2 separate regions of the Mus musculus genome follow, and region 1 is linked to region 2. Evidence: chromatin contacts called from public Hi-C data. All regions are on one chromosome and are shown on one strand. Each heading gives the region's core, a stretch centred on a gene start, on an enhancer-like site or on the middle of the called end of the contact. The rest is flanking DNA. Distances are from core to core; before and after follow the strand shown.

Region 1 (3,655 bases), core at 210-2,709, 240 kb after region 2:
CTGGCATTTCAACACTGCAGAGTATTTTATTTCACAACATTAAGCAAACAAAGAATTTTTATCCCCTGCTTCCTCCCTTTTCCCCAGGCAACCTTCCCCCATTCCATTGTTCCCATCCCCCACTTCACAGCACCGATGTCTGACATCTGACTAGCCACCCTTCCCCTCAAGCTCTGTCCCAAACCCAAAGGCCCCTTTTACTTTCTAGGTGTTCAACTCACATCTGAAGCTAGGAACCACGGATAAGACAGAGCTGTGCCGCATTTGTCTTTCTGGGTCTTGGTTATTGAATTAGATAGTGTTTCTATTGTTATGATAAAACACCATAACCAAAAGCAACTTGAGGAGAAAAGGGCTTGTTTCAGCTTACAACTCTCTGATAAAACTGAGGGAAGTCAGCAAAGGGGTGGATGCAGAGGCTCTGGAGGAACGCTGCTTGCTGGCTTGCTCTTCATGGTTTTGTCGACCTACTTTCTTCTACCATCCCATCAATTGCTAACAAAGAAAATGCCCCATCAGCTTGCCTATAGGCAAATCTTATGGAGACATCTTCTCAACCTTGGATATCTCTTCTCAGATAACTATAGCTTGTGTCAAGTTGATCTTCCTACACATAGAGAAACGTCAAAAACAGTTGCTTTACTCAATATAATATTTTGTAGTTCCACCCATTTACCTGCAGATCTCATGATTCCATTTTTTTCTTTACAGCTATATAGTACTCCATTGTATATATGTACCACATGTCTTATTACCCATTCATCAATAGTGACCATTTGCTTCCATTTCCTGGCTACTGTGAATAATGTAGCAATGAACATGGCTGAACAAGGGTCTTTGGAGCAGGATGTTAAATCTTTGGGTATATGACAAGAAGTGGAATAGCTGGGACATAATGTAGTCCTCATATGTGAAACTGAAAATATAGCAAACAAAGAAATAATAGTTACTCGTGTTGGACAAAGACTTTTTCCCCCTCACTAGAAAACTGTGTGAGTGCTTAGATCAGTCTACACACTAGTGCTGAACACTGATATCCGCTTCATCTCAGTGAGAAAGCAGAAAACACCACTGTGGCTGCATGGTCCACAAGGAGGACTGAGGACAGAGGTGAGGAAAGAGAAGGGGAGCTAGGAAGAAACAAAATTTGGAGAAACAAAAAGATTGAACTATTTATTCTGCATATGTGCATGTGACTTTGACTAGCCGAGTCCATTCTTACAGAAGTCTTAAACCCCATCACTCTTTTTTCTTCTCCCTAAATTATAAAAAAAAAAAAAATAAAACAAACAAACAAACAAACAAAAACTAATGCCAGGTTACTGAAGATTCAGCATTACATGCTGAAAACAGATACCGAAAGTGCTCGGATTTTAAATATAGCCCATGAAACTTGAGTATTGTGAAAGGAAAGGAGAAGAGGAAGAGGGGTGACTTCAAGATTCAGGCTAAACATGTACCAGATTCTCTTAGTTCCCAACCAACACTAAAGACGAAAGCTTTGTATTCTGCTTTTTGCTGAAGCTGTACCCAAGAGGTCAGGGCTAAACCTGCAAGGCCTGGGGGTTCTAGAGGAATTCTGGAGACATGCACTGGAGGTGATGAACTAGATCAGACTCCTACTTATTCTTCTGACTCCCTTCTCTTAAATATAGCTCTACTGTCTCTCCAACGAGAGCAAAGAAAGCTAGGAAACCACAAGTCTGGCCTGTCATTGGAAAAACGAGCTCAACTAAGTGTAACTTAGGTAGTAAAAACAAAAGGAAATTAGAAGCTGGGATGCAGAGCTCTACAATCTTGGCTTCTCAAAGGCTGCACTTGGAAAGGGATATGCTGTGTTTTCTATGGCAATAGGAGTGGAGATGCTGGGGGGGTCACACGAGTCCTATCATTTTCAGGGGTTTGCCCTTTTGGCTCTTCCTTATAGAACACAGTGACGTATAAAGAGTACCCTCTCTATTTGAAGTCACAAATACAAAGAATGAATGCACAGTAAAATGTTGGCTATTCACCAGCATACTCTAAACACCCATGCATGCTCTACAGACAAGCATGGAGGCTGGCTTTATTTTTCCATATCCATTCTTAAAAAAATATTTGTTTTATTTATTTTTATTGGTGTGTGTGTGTGTGCATGTGTGTGTGTGCACAAGTCTGAGGTGTTAGCTAAAGTTTAGCAGATAAGCTTACTAAACTCTACATGCTGACATCGGATCCCTAACTATCCAGCTGCTTTCTTCTACTGAGATTTTGCAACACAACTAACAAAAACTAAATGCCAGGGGGGAAGATAAAGATAGATGTCCAAAGCTACTCATCTCTCACAAGGGGTGCTCTCAGAGAAGCTTCAAAACTAATGAAGGGACTATTCGGCTCCAAAATTCCCCTTCCTCCACGGCACACGTGAAGAATACTAACACACATTTGCCCCCGGTGAAGCTCCAGCAGACATCTGGAAATGGTTAGAGACAAGCGTGCTTCAAGCAACCACAGAAAGGGAATGTGGAAGGACAGTAACAAGTTGCACACACAAATTTTCTAATTCAGACAAAGAATTTGTTGTACATTCCCATCATTCTCTCTCTAGGAAGCAGGAAGCAGAACTGGCTCCCCACAGCACGACAGGCTGAGTTGTGGTATCAGCTCCTTACCCAGCACCACAACAAAAAAGGCAAAGTGTAGGTCGGGTGAATGGGCAGTGTCAGGGTTATCGGTGGTGAGAAGATGCACTCTCCCAGATGTCTGCTATGTGCCTCTCATCCTACGTGGTACCCAGCTGTAGTAAACTGACAGAGATAAAACAGGACTCATGAAACCTGGCCATAACTAACAAGGCTTTTAATAGAGCAATCTACCAGCATGACAGATAAACTATGATGCATTAAAAAGACATGAAAGGCAGGGGGATCTGGATAAGGCCAGCCTAGCTACATACGGATGAAACCCCGTCTCAAACAAGTAGATCTTCTTGCCTTCCAGTTAACGTACTTTTCTTGGTGTTTACCTGATGAAATGGTGCTTAAGATATTGAGTGAATTGAGTCATAGCATCAAGTCTGCCACCATTGACATAAGCTATAGTCAAAGACTGCCCTCTTTCCTATGGTGTAACAGAGTTATACTGGATTAAAGCCCGTCCCAAGCTGAAAAGATGCATGCTCTTCCAGAGGAGCAGAGTTGGATTCTCAGAGTTCGGTCAGACAGCTCATAACTAGCCATGACTACAGCTCCAAACATATGTGCGCATACACACACGTGCATACACATACCCATATGCATATATAGAAATAAAACCTTTTTAAAAAAATTACAAGCTCCACCACTCTCATCCTAAGGCCTTTATAATCAACGAACAACATAATAGGAAAATTCCAGGGCTCAGAACAAATCACCCAGCTGCTAGTGTAAATTTAGCACAGCTGTAAGCCTTCTAATATTGGGAATACTCACAAAATCATTGAGCACTGCTCGGTTACAGGGTGCTGCAAAAATCCAAACTGCAGTCACAGGAATAGAATGTGGGCCGGGAGCCCTGCAATTACTCTTCCTTTTCTTATTTCATATTTAATATTTTGCTATAAAGCCTCCAGTGTTAATGCTATACTTGCCAAAGTTACTGATATTGAAATAGGTCAATGTAAACTATTGACTCTATT
Region 2 (3,391 bases), core at 637-3,136:
TGCTTTGAAGATTAAAACATTATATATTTTGGTCTCTTCCCATAAAAGTTAATCCATTTGGGCCTGTAAATCACCTGGTTTCTTCCTTCTTTCTTTTCCTCTTCCAGATACTGACCAAAACCTAAGCATTCTTTGACACTTTGTGCTCTCTCACCTTTGCCTCCCCTTCTGCCATACTTGCCAACCTCCATTACTGAACATGTTTGCTTTCTTGGACCATGACTCAAAGGGCATGGCTTTCTATACCACATCTCCCCTTTCTTGACTGCTTCTGAGAGTACAGCCTGCCTACCTTTTCCTCCTCTAAATTTCCCTCTTTCTCTTTTGAGAGAACCCCAATTTCTCTGGTAATATTTTTACCTCATCTTCCAAGAATTCAGCTCTATTAAGTACTAAAACTTCTGTGTAGAATTATCTCGATTTGTAAATTCTGGTATACTTGGAATCCAAGAGAATACTAAATCCAAAGGTTGTAACAGATACTCATCACACACTTACTTTATCCCAAGCATTTGTGTATAAGATTCACACTGGTAATACCATTATAGGGCCATTGTTATGGGCTAATTTTACAAGTAAAAAAAAAAAACAAAAAAACAAAAAAAACAAAAACAAAAACAAAAGAGAGCTTCCAAAGATGGTTGAGTCAACCAAGTGTGGCTATCAAGCAAAGAGACAAATGATCAGGGCAGCCTGAGCCCTTAGCCTCCTGTGCCTGGGCCCAGTGCTCTAGACTCCACCTACCTGCGGGCTGAGGCACAGCTGCAATGCGATCCCTGACAGCTGTGATGATTTGTGTCCCTCATTCAAATATGTATGAACACTGAGAAGGAACAAACACATCATTATGTTAAGTGCATGTCTGCTAAGATGCAATGATTCACCATTTTAGTAGTTTCATTGCCACAAATCATACATTATATAACTATTCTAAGCTGATCAACCCCAAACCTATTACTGTCAGAAAGTTCTTGTGTTTCCTCAGTAAAACACATTTTCCTCATTCACTCAGAGGTTGGATTTAACATCTGTACTTATTGGGGAAAAAGAAAGAAGACAAACAAAACAAAACAAAACAAAACAAAACAAAACAAAATAAAACACCTCTGCAAACTGCCCTTAAATCTCTTAAGAATATAGCCACACAAAAGAGCAGCCCTACAAAGAGGTTCAGGACAGTGCTGGAAAACCACTGACCATGTCTTAGTTAGGGTTTCTACTTTTGTGACAAAACACCACGACAAAAAACAAGTTGGAGAGGAAAGGGTTTGTTTAGCTTACACTTCCATATTGTTGTTCATCATTGAAGGAAGTTGGGACAGAAATTCAAACAGGGCAGGAACCTGGAGGCCAGAACTGATGCAGAGGCCATGGAGTAGTGCTGCTTCCTAGGTTATTCTGCATGGCTTGTTCAGCCTGCTTTCTGATTTAACCCCGGGCCACCAGCCCAGGGGTGGTACCACCTACAGTGAGCTGGACCCTCCCGCATCAATTATCAATCAAGAAAATGCACTAAAGGCCAATCTGATGGAAATACTTTGTCTGTTGACTTTCCCTTTTCCAAAATGACTTTAGCTTGTGTTTATGTTTGCCTCAAGAGAATGTATTTCATCAACAAGAGGATCAGTATTTCTGTCCGCTTCTATTGAAAACTGAAGGGAGGGACAGTGAGCCAGGATTCTTCTTACTCTCCTTCCCACACACTTGCACACCCTCCAGGTTTTCAGTAACCATACTCCAGGATCCCCAGAACTGTAGCAACAATCAATCTGGAATCAAATGGCATGTACAAAGTTCTTCAATCACACGCACTAGCCCACCATGCTGATCACTGTGAGACCAGACCCACTGCTGGGCAGTAGGGGGCACTATGCTCTCAACCCTGTAACCCTGCCAGTAACTATACCCACTGGAAAGAGGAAGTATCAATTGTTCAGTCCTTGGAGTCTTCTTTTCTTCATATAGTCTGGCCTAGTCCACATCTATTGCTGCAACTGCTTCCCCGCTAGGTTTCGTTTTACTTACGTAAACCAAAGCTTTTTAAAAGCCAGCACCCATTATTGAAACTGAGGTAGACTGCTCAGCAAATTCAATATTATTTTAAAACAATAGTATCCAAAACCAGAACTTAGGGAGAAATTCCAGATCTACAGTTTTAATTGGTCAAAAAACCTATCATCCCATGTTATTGCATTAACTCTTCTTGGAAGACAAGAACAAACATCCATTCACACCAGACAGAACATGAACAACAGACCAAACTGGCCATTCCACAAAGTCCAACTTGGTGAGCCAATGATTTCACTGGGCTTACTGATGGAGCATGAGTTATGGGTTACTTACCAAATCATGGGTAATCCTTTACCAACAGCTACATTACCATGAAGTCCCACCCCATCATAGATATGGCAACTAGGCCAAGGTAATCTCTATTTCAAACTAGAGGTGGGATAATTAATTATGTTATGCCAAAAGGAGACAAGTCAGATGCCTTAGCTCTTGATCCATTCCTACACACTCAAGCCAGGAGCAAAGCCCTGAACAAGAGAGCCCACATGAGGGTCTGGGTGACACTAAAATCCATCAGATCATTGCTATCAAGTCTCTTTGTCCTGGGTCTAGGTTGTACTTGCTAAGATGAAGGAAAGTGTTCTTATCAAATGCTAAAAGACTTGTACAGACCGATGGCAACCTAATAACTATATAGTGGCAGCCACTTCATTCTTCTCCTGTTGATGCCAGTCTCCCATAGCTCTTAGAATTGATTTAAATTATGTACATATTTACCATATTCAGGTATTACTAAGACAGTGTTCTTCAAAGGCTTCATTATGACAAGAAGAACTAAAGTTAAGAAAACACTTGGACTTTCCCCTAAGTACATAAAGACATAGACATATTCTCAATGGAAAACTCATCAGTAGACTCTATTTCCTATCAAGAAATTCCAGTTATGGAAACAAAGTTATCTTAGTTTTACTGTTGGGATAACCCTACGGGAAGATCAACAAAGCACCACCGGGGGACCTAACCCAGTCCATGCCGAATTCTTATACTTCCAGAGTGCCACAGATGATTTTTATGTTATTAACCATTTGTTAAAATAATGAATTGTTGAGATGAGACTCTATCTACCCTTTTCTAAGTTACTTTACACTGTGTACTGAATAAGTCAATATACACTTGTGCCTTGCCATGAGAAACTCCATTTTACAAGTGTCATCTGACTCCATTTGTAAGATGAAGGCTGACTCTGTGCCTGGGTGGTCGTATGAGGTGCATCATATGTCCAACTCCATCCATGCAGCAAAGACTGACCAATGACTTTTCCTGAGAGGAGAAAGGGTGCCACCCTATATATTTGTCAGGGTGACTTGGGTCTGTACACATG

The links. A called contact is a pair of places that touch in the nucleus more often than the background predicts.
Region 1: a Hi-C map of bone marrow-derived macrophages shows a contact between it and region 2, with 25 read pairs. The contact joins two enhancer-like sites. A contact is called at or near these places in 1 of 484 Hi-C or Micro-C datasets (bone marrow-derived macrophages) and 1 of 9 other capture datasets (liver).

The regions. Positions count from the first base shown.
Region 1 is chr2:118,156,877-118,160,531 of GRCm38.p6, forward strand. The region is part of intron 10 of Fsip1 (fibrous sheath-interacting protein 1); the gene reads right to left. Among named protein-coding and RNA genes, the nearest start is that of Thbs1, 47 kb to the left of the region's middle. Within about 2 kb of position 1,460, at least 29 of the 459 cell types and tissues checked have an H3K27ac peak or open chromatin away from gene starts, as enhancers often do. A contact at or near this core is called in bone marrow-derived macrophages, where this site is marked.
Region 2 is chr2:117,912,170-117,915,560 of GRCm38.p6, forward strand. All of the region lies in intron 8 of Gm13986 (predicted gene 13986), which reads right to left. Among named protein-coding and RNA genes, the nearest start is that of 4930412B13Rik, 92 kb to the left of the region's middle. Within about 2 kb of position 1,887, at least 16 of the 459 cell types and tissues checked have an H3K27ac peak or open chromatin away from gene starts, as enhancers often do. A contact at or near this core is called in bone marrow-derived macrophages, where this site is marked.